2 separate regions of the Mus musculus genome follow, and region 2 is linked to region 1. The links are chromatin contacts, called in public targeted proximity ligation maps. All regions are on one chromosome and are shown on one strand. The core of a region is the stretch at or near the end of the contact, and the rest is flanking DNA. Distances in the headings are between cores, read along the strand shown. Region 1 has its middle 24 kb from the start of Gm41842. Region 2 overlaps Myof (myoferlin).

Evidence for each region.
Region 2: a targeted proximity ligation map of pancreatic cancer cells shows a contact between it and region 1. A contact is called at or near these places in 1 of 39 promoter capture datasets (maxillary cranial neural crest) and 1 of 130 datasets of targeted methods (pancreatic cancer cells).

Annotation. Positions count from the first base shown.
Region 1 is chr19:37,519,092-37,525,134 of GRCm38.p6, reverse strand. No RefSeq gene overlaps it. Among named protein-coding and RNA genes, the nearest start is that of Gm41842, 24 kb to the left of the region's middle.
Region 2 is chr19:38,001,707-38,007,749 of GRCm38.p6, reverse strand. The region is part of intron 3 of Myof (myoferlin); the gene reads left to right. Among named protein-coding and RNA genes, the nearest start is that of Gm52396, 11 kb to the left of the region's middle.

The sequences.
Region 1 (6,043 bases), core at 2,300-4,799:
ATATATAAAACAATTGAAACCTCTACTGTGCTCCAAGTCCTTGAGAAACCCTGACTACACCAGTAGACAAAGATCTCCTTTGTTTCAGCTTGAGCTAGAGGAATGGGGTCCAGTTGCAGTCAATATCAGTGATGCACACACACACACACACACACACACACACACACACACACACACACTAGCTAGAAGGATCCATCTATAAACCCCAGAAGCAGAATTTGAACACAGATCTGCCCATAACTACTGTATTCTGCTTCTCTCCTCTCTTCTTGAAGCCCTCTCCATGCACTGAACACCCACTTGCTAACAGTAATGTCCCCAGCAAGGAGGTCCTCACCTGACTCTCCCTCTCCAAGTCGGTCTCCGCCAAGCTCTGGTTTCCAGCTCTCCCCTGAGTGTCTGCAGGTATTGGTGGATGCAGTTTCTGTTATTCAGAGCAGGCTTCGAAATGTCTACTTTAGTCAATGAATTTCTGTGTGTTCAAGGCTCATCACGCACAGCCCTGACCTCTCCTCAAAGCCATTACAGGTCCCAAATTGTACAGAGAATATTTAGACAAGACTCAGAGGCTGTATCTGGAATACTAAACTAAGAATTTCCTTCCTTCTCTTCTCTTCTCTTCTCTTCTCTTCTCTTCTCTTCTCTTCTCTTCTCTTCTCTTCCCTCTCTCTCTCTCTCTCTTTTCCTTTAGTACAGGGTTTCTCTCTCTCTTTTCCTTTAGTACAGGATCTCTCTCTCTCTCTCTCTCTCTCTCTCTCTCTCTCTCTCTCTCTCTCTTTTCCTTTAGTACAGGGTTTCTCTGTGTAGCGTTGGCTGTCCTGGAACTCATTCTGTAGACCAGGCTGGCCTCGAACTCACAGAGTGCTGGGATTAAGAGTGTGTGCCCTCATGCCCGGCTAAATTTTTTTCATCTCTAGGTGTTTTCACCTTTGTTCTCAGAGCATTTAGAACAGGACTTCACACATGGAAGTCTTTGTGAATGTTTGTTGATATCCTCAATTAATAAAATAAAATCAGTTCAAATGGTGAGTTATCTCTTCCTGCACCATGCTGTTGTCTTTTGGTTGGTTTGTTGACAGAATAACTTATTTAGCTGATTTTATTTTTTTGATAGCTCTCACAATACTTCAAGCTGGTTTTGAATATGATCTTTTTGCTTCAGCCCTATGCATGCTGGGATTGCAGACATGCCTGACCACAATAGGTTTCACTACCCTTTATCTCTTCAAGTTTCCCATTACCCGCTATCATTTTCTCCAGATCTGCAACTGCTCAGAAATGTTGATTCTGCGGACAGCCTATCCTACAGAACTTGTGGGAGTCAGTTTGGTTTGCAGTCCCTGACAGAGTCTGGCCCCTCCCAAGGACAACAATTGGAGAGTAAAACTTAAGAGAATGACTGTTGAGATCCTTTCTGCCTCAAACACACCCCGAAAGAAAGAAAAGTTTCCATTTATTCGGGGCTCTCCAGGGCTGAGGTTCAATAGGTGATCTGTATGTTTCCTTTTCGCTTCTAAACACATGTGTTCTTTTGTTTCTCAGGAAGCAATCATCGTGTAGCCATGGAAATCAATGAGTACGGAGGAAACGTTGCAGGGAAAAATGAAGCCAACGAGCTCAACTCCACAGAAGTTGGTCACATCCTAAAACAATCAGTGTGTGGGCATACAGGGGCTCGCTGAGGAAGTGCGGTATTTTGACAGTAACCTTTGCAGAAAGTGAGCACGTTTCAAAACGCTCAAGTGTTTGTAGAATGTCAGCCAAGCCTGCTGCTCGCTCCTTAGTCTTTCCTCTCAGCAGCCCTGACACCCACCCTCCATGAAATTCCCATTCTATCAAGAAACGTTGGGTTTAAATGGCTTTCCAAAACCAATGTGACACTCTAGTGGATGGCCCCACACCCAGAAGGATAAATTAATAGCACATGATTGAGTTGATGGATTATTAAATTATCAAATAAATAAATATACACACATCTACAAGGACACATATCGAGATGGGAGATTTTGAAGGAGTTAGTAAGAAGCCGAGTGAATATGATCAATATACATTGTAAGAAGCTCTCAAATAGTTAATAAAAACGCATATATTATTTAAGCTAGTGTGAGTGGCAGCATTTGAAGCAACATGATCTTTCCACCAATCAGAAGTCATCTTAAAGGTGAGCCGTGTCCACATGCCCTGACCTGAATTTCACAGAACAAAGATCTTGGAACTATCTCTCCACACCTATAACTAGTCTCTCTTTATAACTAGGCTTACAGTTAATAAATAGCCTTGGAGGTGGAAGTGAAATTTAAGGTTTAAGACTGTGTTTCAGGAGGCAGAGGCAGGAGGATTTCTGAGTTTGAGGCCAGCTTGGTCTACAAAGTGAGTTCCAGGAACAGCCAGGGCTATACAGAGAAACTCTGTATCAAAAAAAAAAAAAAAAAAAAAAAAAGACTGTGTTTCAGGGCTGAGAAATGGCTCATCAGCTAAGAGCATCTACCGCTTGTGTAGAGAGAGAACCCTTAAATTCAATCCTGCAGCTCAGAGTAGCCTCTTATTTCCAGCTCCAGGGGATCCAGTGTCCTCTTCTGGCTTCTGGGAGCACCTGCACTCATGTGCACAACCCTCCACACAAACACTCATGCATACAAACAATTTAAAAAAAAAATAAGTCTAAAAGTCCAAATATAGGTCAATATCACGTTGGCCAAATTCTGATTCCTCAGAAAACCTTCTGGTTCTTTTGCTCTCGCAGTAGAGTAGTAATGGCCTTTGTAGAGATCTGAAGTTTGTGTTGCACAGAAATGTGTCTGGTGGTGATGGTGATGATCATGGTGGTGGTGATGGTGATGATGATGGTGGTGATGATGGTGATGATGATGATGATGGTGATGATGTCATCTCAGTAAATGAAACTGAGCATAGTAACAATGTTTTCATCCTCAGAACCTGGGTGTAATGAACTTTCTCTTTAGTGAACACCTATACGTTTAGTCTCATTACTTTTATACCAAATTTTCTATTCAGTACAAATTATATTGTTAATTGAAAACTCACAAACACTTCTAGATGTGACTAATGCAGGCTAGGTCTTGTCTGCCCCCCCCCCCAAGTCACTAGACAACCAGGCTACGCCTATCCTTCTACTTCCTATCCTAAGGGTGGGTTCAAATCTCAGGTTACCTCAAGATGAAAAACTCCACTGCAGTGGCTGTCTTACAAGAGCAGTTTCTGTAGATGAGGGGAGTTAAAGGAGACAAAATAAGGAGGGAGAGAGAGAGAGAGAGAGAGAGAGAGAGAGAGAGAGAGAGAGAGAGAGAATATAGTCTATGAACCCAAATGTTGGTCAGTGGATCTATAAGGTTGTGGAAACCTATGGAAGTTTCCTTCTGCTGACTTTATTTTCTCAGTAGACAGGAAGCAAGGTCCTTGTAACAATGAGGTGGGAAGAGAAGAAAAATAAAGGTATAAAATAATCCACTCACAACAGAACAACAGATAAGGGCCTAGAGAAATATACAAGGCAAGAGCTGAGAAGCCAGAAGGGCCATAGAGATAAGGGATCCAGAATGAGACCAGATGTCCAGCGCTTGCCCAGAAGCCCTGCATTTGGGAGATGGAGGCAGGAGAGCATAGAGTTTGAAGCTGACCTCACCGACAGGAGACCCTGTCCATGACAGAAAGGAGAGAGACAGAGATAGAGACAGAGACACAGAGAAAGAACAAAAGAACAACAAAATCGAACAAAGCCAGGCCCAGCTTGGCTTTGTGCCATGTTCCAGCTTTGTTCGGCTGTGGGACTAGGGTAGAGAAAGTCTACTTGAACAAAGGCTCCGTCTAGTCCAACAAAATGAGTAGGGTCACGAGGCCAAGGGGGTGACTCGGGCTAGGAGTATCCGTGGGTGACTGCGACATTAGAGCTGAGTCAATGAACGTGCGGTTCTGAAGTTGCAAGTCTGTTAGTGTCCCCCGAACCATCCCTCCCCATACCAAATCTACCCACTTACCGATAGCCTATCAGAGTGAGTTCAAAGTTTATGCAAAAATAAGCATGTTAGCCTTCATCCAAGACTTCCCACTGCTGACCTGAGGGCAAAGCTGTGCTCCTGAACTCCGGACGTTGGTAAACTTCCTGCCATTTCTTAATCCACAAAGTCAAGATTCCAGCGGGCTTCCTGGCATGGCTAAGTGCCAGGCCAGCCAGAATATCCTCATTACCTGTGGAGAACAGGACGTCAGCGCTCTGCAGCCCACAGTGTGGCTTTGCTCTCGAGCCCAGTATCCTGGAAGTTCAGTGGGTAACAAGGCTGAGCCTTCCGGATTGCCTGTATACCCAAGATGGGGATTCTGTCTCCTCTCTCTCTCTCTCTCTCTCTCTCTCTCTCTCTCTCTCTCTCTCTCTCTCTCTGTGTGTGTGTGTGTGTGGTGTGTGTGTGTGTGTGGTGTGTGTGTGTGTGTGTCTTTTTCTTTCCCTCCCTCACTCCTTCACAGAAAACTCAAATTTTTTTCTTTTTTAGTATCTGAATTGATGTCTCTGACCCAGATATTCATAATCTGCCTTCTTCAAAGCATCTGGTCAGGGTTTTTAAACTTTTCTCCTTTTTAGGTAATATGGACCACTGGGTTAATTCATAGTCTTTCAGTCCAGCCTCTTCTTAAGACTCTCCAAGCAATAAATAAAGTACTATAATATCCAGGAACTCTAAACACGTGGAAGCTTGCTTCCTTGACTAAGAGAGATGAATCAGAAAGTAATGTGTTTTGCTTCTGTGAAATGAAAGAGAAATGTTCTTGTGAAGTTTTAAAGTTGTCAAAGACTGTCGAGGTCATTCATACAATCGTTAATAGCCACCCCCCTTCCCAAGCTCAGGTCCTAGAAGTCACTGAATGTGGATGATAAAGACCTGCCTTCAGAGAGCAAACTGCAATCGGGATTCTTTTCTGGGAGTCAAAGGGGAAAAAAAAAGCCTTAATGGGTATTTTCTTCAGTGCAGAGTGATTTGAGTTTAAGCACTAACCTGTCTCTCTAGTATTTGAAGGGATTAACTTCGGAGTTCATTGTGTTGGCTGTCTTTTCAAAGATTAGATAGTTTAGTTAGGCTCCTACCGGCCATGTAAATGTCTCCGCATTTATTGACCGTCTGTAGTCTTTATCAAAGGTGAACACAATCACCGGCTTGTAAACACGGATCCCATTATTTGGGTACTGATAAGATTTACTGAGAGTTAAAAAAAATTTATGATTGTCTAGCCAGTTAAAGACACTAATACAGTACAGAAAAGGACAATAAACACGTATGAATTCAGTCAATGAACTTGCCTTTTTTGTTTGAGGGCTACAATCTGTTTCGCACCTATAGATTGTAGATGTAATTATCTGACCAGCACTCAGTTAAAAACACGCTAGTCTATTTGAACATGTCGTCCACATTTCTACGCTCTTTCAATCACCTGCAGAGGAATTTATGCATCCCCATGAAGACATGTTAAATCTCTCAAGACACAGATAGACAAATTCTTTGGGAACACTGTAGGGATATGCTAAGGGACTCAGATCTGAATTTTATTATTTGTTTGTTTGTTTTGTTTTGTTTTGTTCAGATCAAGACCCTCCTGCATGCTTGGTAAGCACTACATCCCAACTTACAGGTCCACGTTTTAAAATGCTATGATCAAAGTGAAAATTTGGTAGAGGTAGTAAATCAGTGTGTTTGATCCGCAGGGTCAGCATTATGTTGTATTGATTGTGATTTTGGCCATCTCGGCTGGGGGAGATGCAAGAGCTGCCATTCAGCTCCCTTCTCTGACTGACAAACTGGAGAAAATATTCCTTTCTTCTGGACCTCCAAGGCCAGGTTCCAAGGAAACATGGCTTACACAGCCTCACAGTTCAAGCAAAAGCAAGAAGGGCCTTTGTGACAGAAAGTGACAGGAAAATCCCCCTACAACTTCACACATCAGCTCTCTGAGGTCCTTTGCAAATTCCTTCAACCAAGTTTCATTATATAAAGGAATTCCTAGGAATTTTTGTGTGTCCAGCCTCCCACAGCTGATG
Region 2 (6,043 bases), core at 2,295-4,794, 480 kb before region 1:
CCTCAATTCCCCTATACTGGGGCATCTATCAAGCCTTCATCAAGGACTTCTCCTCCCATTGAGGCCTGACACGGCCATCCTCTGCTACATGTGCAGCTGGAGCCATGTACTCCTTGGTTGATGGCTTAGTCCCTGGGAGCTCTGGGGGGTATAGTTGGTTGATATTGTTGTTCTTCCTATGGGGCTGCAAACCCCTTCAACTCCTTCAGTCCTTTCTCTAACTCCTCTATTGGGGACCCTGCACTCAGTCCAATGGTTGACTGCGAGCATCCACTTCTATACTTGCAAAGAAATCTTATGTGTTTATTTATGCCTGCCTGCTCTGACCAGGTCTTTTGAAATTTGGGCTGGGCATGGGTCTGGTGTAGTACCTTCCTGTGCTTTTCTTAGCTTTCTTTTTCTAGAGTAGTATCTGAAATAAAGATCAATTTTTTAAAGTACCTGACATGTTGTTCTTTTAATCTCTATCTCAGCACTATTAGATAAAATTTGTCAGCCCCATTTATAGATACAGAATCAGGGAACTTGGAGGAGTTAGTTTGTATATAGACTGTAGTGCAAACTTGAGTCCAAATTACGTTTCTGTCTTCATTGTCCCATAACCTTCTAAGGTTCGTGTATGAATGGATGAAGGAATGTGTTTATGAATGATAAAACTGACCTGATTCTCATGTTGAGAAAATTAGACAGCCAGAGTCTGGGAACTCCACTGACCTATTGCACCAGGCAAGCATAGATTAGTCCCTTGAGGACTGGGAGGTCAGAATTGGCCAGGAAGAATGAGCAAAGTATTAGGATACAGTCGTTCATTCCAATCTTATCTATCTATCTATCTATCTATCTATCTATCTATCTATCTATCTATCTATCTATCTACTTAATGTGTGAGAGTGTGTGTGTACATGCCATAAGTGCACATGAGGAAATCAGAAGACAACTTGCAGGAATCAACTCTCTTCTTCTACTATGTGGGTACCAGGGATCACAATCAGCCATCCTATTTGAAGTCAGGAGCCTTTACTGCTGAGCCGTCTCACCTGCCTGACTACAGTCATTTTTAAGACATAATATTGAGGCCGTGGAGTTTGTGGAGAATGCAGGGAAGGCTTGCCCGCATCAGGTTTGGGAACACTGTGGAGCACTGCTGTGCCTGCATTCTGGTTTTTTTTTTGTTTTTTTTTTTTAAGCCCATAAAGCCTTAAATGGCCAAGAAGAAAGCTTCAGGGCCGTCTTTAAGAATCCTGGTCTGTAGTAAGAAGGGAAGGCCATAAGAAAGGCATCTAGATATTGATGCAGTTCTGTTGACCACAGTTTATTTTGGGGGAATAATTGGGTTTCTATACACACTTCTCAACTGTGACCCTATATGATCATATAGAACGGGCGGGTTCTCTGCTTCCTGATCCTGCTCTGCCAACCACCTTCTCCAGGCACCTATGAGAGTTTCTGCTATGACCATGGATAGGAGAATCATCTCAAGGCTCTGGAGGTTAATGGTTAAGAGGACTTGCTTTTGTAGAGGACCTGGGTTCAGCTCTCAGCATCCACATGCTGGGTCACGGCCATCTGTAACTCCAGTTCCAGAGGACTAAGCTCCCACTTGTGGTCAGCATGGTCAATAAGAATGCATGCAGTGCGCTAATATACATGTAGGCAAAGCACTTATACACATGAAATAAAAATAAAGGGAAAGGAAAAGAAATAGTTCAACTCTGGTCTCTGGGAATCTGCATGCATCTGCTGCTGCTGCTGCTGCTGCTGCTGCTGCTGGGAGCTTTGAGAGGTGCATTCTGAGGGACAGTTGGGAAGAGAATCAGAGACCAGTGAGGATAGGCCCCTCTGGTGCAAGTGAATCAGAGAATTAAGGGAATGCCCCCATGAGGGGCTTTCACCTTGGTAAGGGACTCTGGTACCATGACCTGCTATTACAGCTGTGCCCAGGAAGAAACCCCTGTGTCAGCTGTCAATGTGTGTTGAGCAAGAGTACCCAGAGCCATCACCACAGGTAGACGAGCCAGTGCCAGTTGAACTACAGTAGAAGAGAGAGATGGGGCTCAAGACCCCACATAACTCAGCCACATCAAACTTACAGCCAAGGGACAGGGAAGGGGCAGTGGATGGAAATTCTTGAGAGGAACTAACCGGGATAGGGAAATTCTGGCTAAACCAACATAACAGGATTCTTGCTGAAGGCAGTTCAGGGTGATCCCCAGTCACATGGTGGGTGGGGGCAGAGATAAAGAGTCTGACCAGTTATTAAGATGGTTAATCAGATATCCAGGGTTCAGCAGGGTCCTTTGTCAGATCTGAACCTAAGACAGAAGTACATGTTCTATCTCGGAGAAGGCTCCTAGGAGAAAATCTGGCTTTGCAAACAGCCTTCGTCTGCGGCCTTGCTTCTCCTGGCCGTCAGGTTTGTTTTAAGGAGCACGCTTGGCTCACTCCTTATTCTCAGGACCAGGGAGGAACTTGATGGGCATAGGCCCAGAGGAGGGAACAGTGTGGGAAATCCATGCAAAGTGCTACAGGCCTGGCTAAAATGACAAACTCGGGCAGCCAGAGCCAGGGCCTTCAAAGAATGGGATAGCTTGGTCTTCTCAGATCTTCCACAGGGCATTTGGGAACTGTTGAGGTTTGGAAAGTTTTTTTTGGCCCCAGCCCAGCTGTAGGCTATGATTCCTCCCAGAGGGTGGCAGGGCTGGCTGCTTACAGTCCCTAAAAGCAGCAACAGAGAGTGTCCAGTTGATGTTCAAGCCTCCAACAGGCCTTTCCTCTGTGGAGGGGATTTCCAGCAATCCCCGTGGTGATGTCCCGGTTACACAGAGAAGGGACCTGGTGAGCTGTATATGGGAGCGCCCCTGCTAAGGCCCTCAGCCAGCAGGGTCCTTATTCACCACAGAGGCATGTGGCTGTGAATGGGGGCCCAGGCTGTGGGAAAAACATTTCCATTCCTCTTTTTAAAACCAAGTATATGTTTCCAGATAAACACAGTGATGAAGAGGTTCTTAACTGACACTGCTTAACTAAGATAGCTAGCTTGACTCTCAACTCCCCCAGGCCCCAGGTATAACACCCAGTTGCCAGGTCATTCCCAGGGCTTAGAAGTAGCTCTGTGTCATGCATAGAGGCCTGCCTCTGAGTTTGATGTCAGTCACAGACTGAAGGCGCAGTGTCCTAGGTTCCCTTTGGTGTCTAATGCGTCTGAAGCTTGTTAGTTCTCCCAGGAGAGCTGCTGGGCCAAGGCCTGGGCATTTATTTCTTCCATGGTGGCTTCCTTTTGGGACTGTAGCCCATCTGTTAGCGCCTTGGGAGCAGTCCATGGGAGACTCTTGTTTTTCTGTGAACCACAGGGCGAAGCGTCCCTCTTACCCACACATCTTATCATCTTGGCCTGTTTACAGTATCACATTAGTAATAGAGATCCCAGGCTGAGGGTCACCTCCTTTAAAGGAAATCAGCTTATAGTCGGACTGAGCTGTTCCTGTCCCTCGTGTAGGAGGTCAAGTTATCATTCCCCATGTTCTCACCGTTTTCTGTATCTAGGCAACGCCCCAGAAAACAGGCCTGGCTGGCTGACCTGCGAGGCGAGACATAGGACTGCAGCTCTGGCAGTGGGCAGTGCTTCCTTCGGGTCAGTCAAAGGTCTCAGAAGCTGTATCTGTGTTTACATCTTTCTCAACACAGCCTCACTGTCAAATATCTTCGAGATTAGTCTTTCCAGGATGTTCTCAAAACACAGTCTTTACTCCGCACGCACATGCAGACACACGCAAGCGCGCGCGCGCACGCACACACACACGCACACACACACATCAAATTTTCCTTTAAATGCCCTCCCCCACAGCAAAACCACCAGGGTTTTATGATGAGAAAGCAAACCTTAGCAACGGGACTCAAGCTGCTTAGAAGGGATTGAGGTTAGAGTATATAATTGGCTCCTTTTACTCCTCGCCATTCCTGCCCTGTCTTCTGTTACTGCACTCTTCTGGGGAACGAATCAGCAAACTGAATCAGAACAGGTTACTAGCCATTCCACTGCATAAAAAGATGAGCAAAAGGCTCTGTGTGTACTCAAGCCTGTTCTTTCTGGTTAGCCACAAGCCCCACTGTCCCCTACTGCACCGGGTGACTTCACTGTATATTTTATTCTCTTACTGTCTTCATCTTTGCCTCTACACTGTGTGTGAATCAGTTGTGATCTGTGACATTATAATTTTGAAGGCAGAAACCCTGCCTTTCATTATGATGTCTCCAAAACAATTCTAGGAGTTTTACACACACACCTCAAGAACTGGTAAAGTAAGAAAAAAGAAATACTTAACATACAGTAGTTTCCTAAATAGACCTGTATGGGATATATCATATGTATAAGCCTAACCTGTGAAGTTATTCATGTCTGTCCATTTGTTTGCCAACAATACAGTGGCTCAAAGAATTGAGGGACTTAGGCAAGGAGAGAGAGAGAAAGAGAGAGAGACAGAGACAGAGACAGAGACAAAGAGAGACAGAGAGACAGAGACAGAGAGAGACAAAGAGAGACAGACAGAGAGAGAGAGAGAGAGAGAGAGAGAGCGTACTAGGGCATAACACTTGGGCTACACAGGAATTATTCTCAACCTGGGTGATTTTGTCCCCTAGGACACTAGGTAATGTGGGAGATGCATTGATCTGGTCTCAGATGCTGGTTCAATCCCATGCCAGGCCTCTTTTCAGTTCCGCATAGCCGAGCCACAGCAGCACCCTGCCTGTTCTCAGATTGATTTACCACTGATAAGAGGCCCTGGTCATTCTGGCTCTAGCTGGCTTTAACAAAAGCAAATCAGTACATGTTCAAGGGTATGATGTCAGCATCTTACTCGTAGAACTACACCACAAATCACAGACTGAAGGATAACATGAGTTTCCTTCCCATCTTACCAGGCAAACACCACATTTAGACAAAGCCAGATGGTTTTTCCTTAAAAGAAAAGGAAGAGAACACATTTCATTCGTTGTGTGTATTGAGGGTAAGGTGTGAATGCCTATGGAGTGTGTGTGTGTGTGTGTGTGTGTGTGTGTGTGTGTGTGTGTGTGTATAGTGTAAGTGCCTGGGAGATGTGTGTATATGTGTTTAGTGTGAGTGCCTGTGATATATGTGTGTGAGAGTGTAAGTGTGTATGTATACCTGTGTGTGTGCATGTGTGTGCCTGTGACGCATGTGTATGAATGAATGTATGGTGTGAGTACCCGTGACATGTGTATGTATGTGTGTGCCTGTGATGTGTATATGTGTGTGTGAGTCTGTGTGAATGAGTGTGTGGTGTGAGAACCTGTGATGTGTGTATGTGTGTGTGAGTGCCTATGATGTGTGTGTGTGTGTGTGTGTGTGTGTGTGTGAGTCTGAGTGAATGAATGTATGGTGAGAGTACCTGTGATGTATGTGTGCACATGCCACTGTGCACATGTGGAGGACAGAAGACAGCCTATGGGAGTCAGTTCTCACTTTACACCTCACTAAAGCAGGGTCTCTCTTGCTGTTGTTCCATCTCCATCTACCACAGGCTAGCCCACAAGCTTCTATCCCTTCTTCCCACCTCCAGGCAGAAGTGCTTGGGATTACAGGTATGGGCTACCCTGGCTCTTAACCCAGGTCCCAGGGATCAAATTCAGGTCACTAGGCTTGCTCCCCAAGCCTCCCAGATGACTTTTACGTGTGTTATTGTTTATATTTGTCTTCTTAAATTGTTTAACTTGTATTTTTCATTCAAATGAGTGTTCATGCTTACAGATGGACATGTGTAGGGGCATCAGGGGTCAACCTCGGGGTCACTCCCCAGGAGCCAGCTACCATGTTTTGAAGATAAATTTTCTCTCTCACTGGCACCCGGGCTACCTGATTGGTTAGGTTGGCTGGACAGTAACCCCCAGGGACTCCCTACTCCCGTCTTCACCTTCCCAGCACTAGGATTACAAACCTGCACCCCACTTGTAAAGCTTTTTACATGGGTACAGTGACTGAACTCAACTCCACTTTACTGACCCCCAAGCCCCCATTTCATTATTC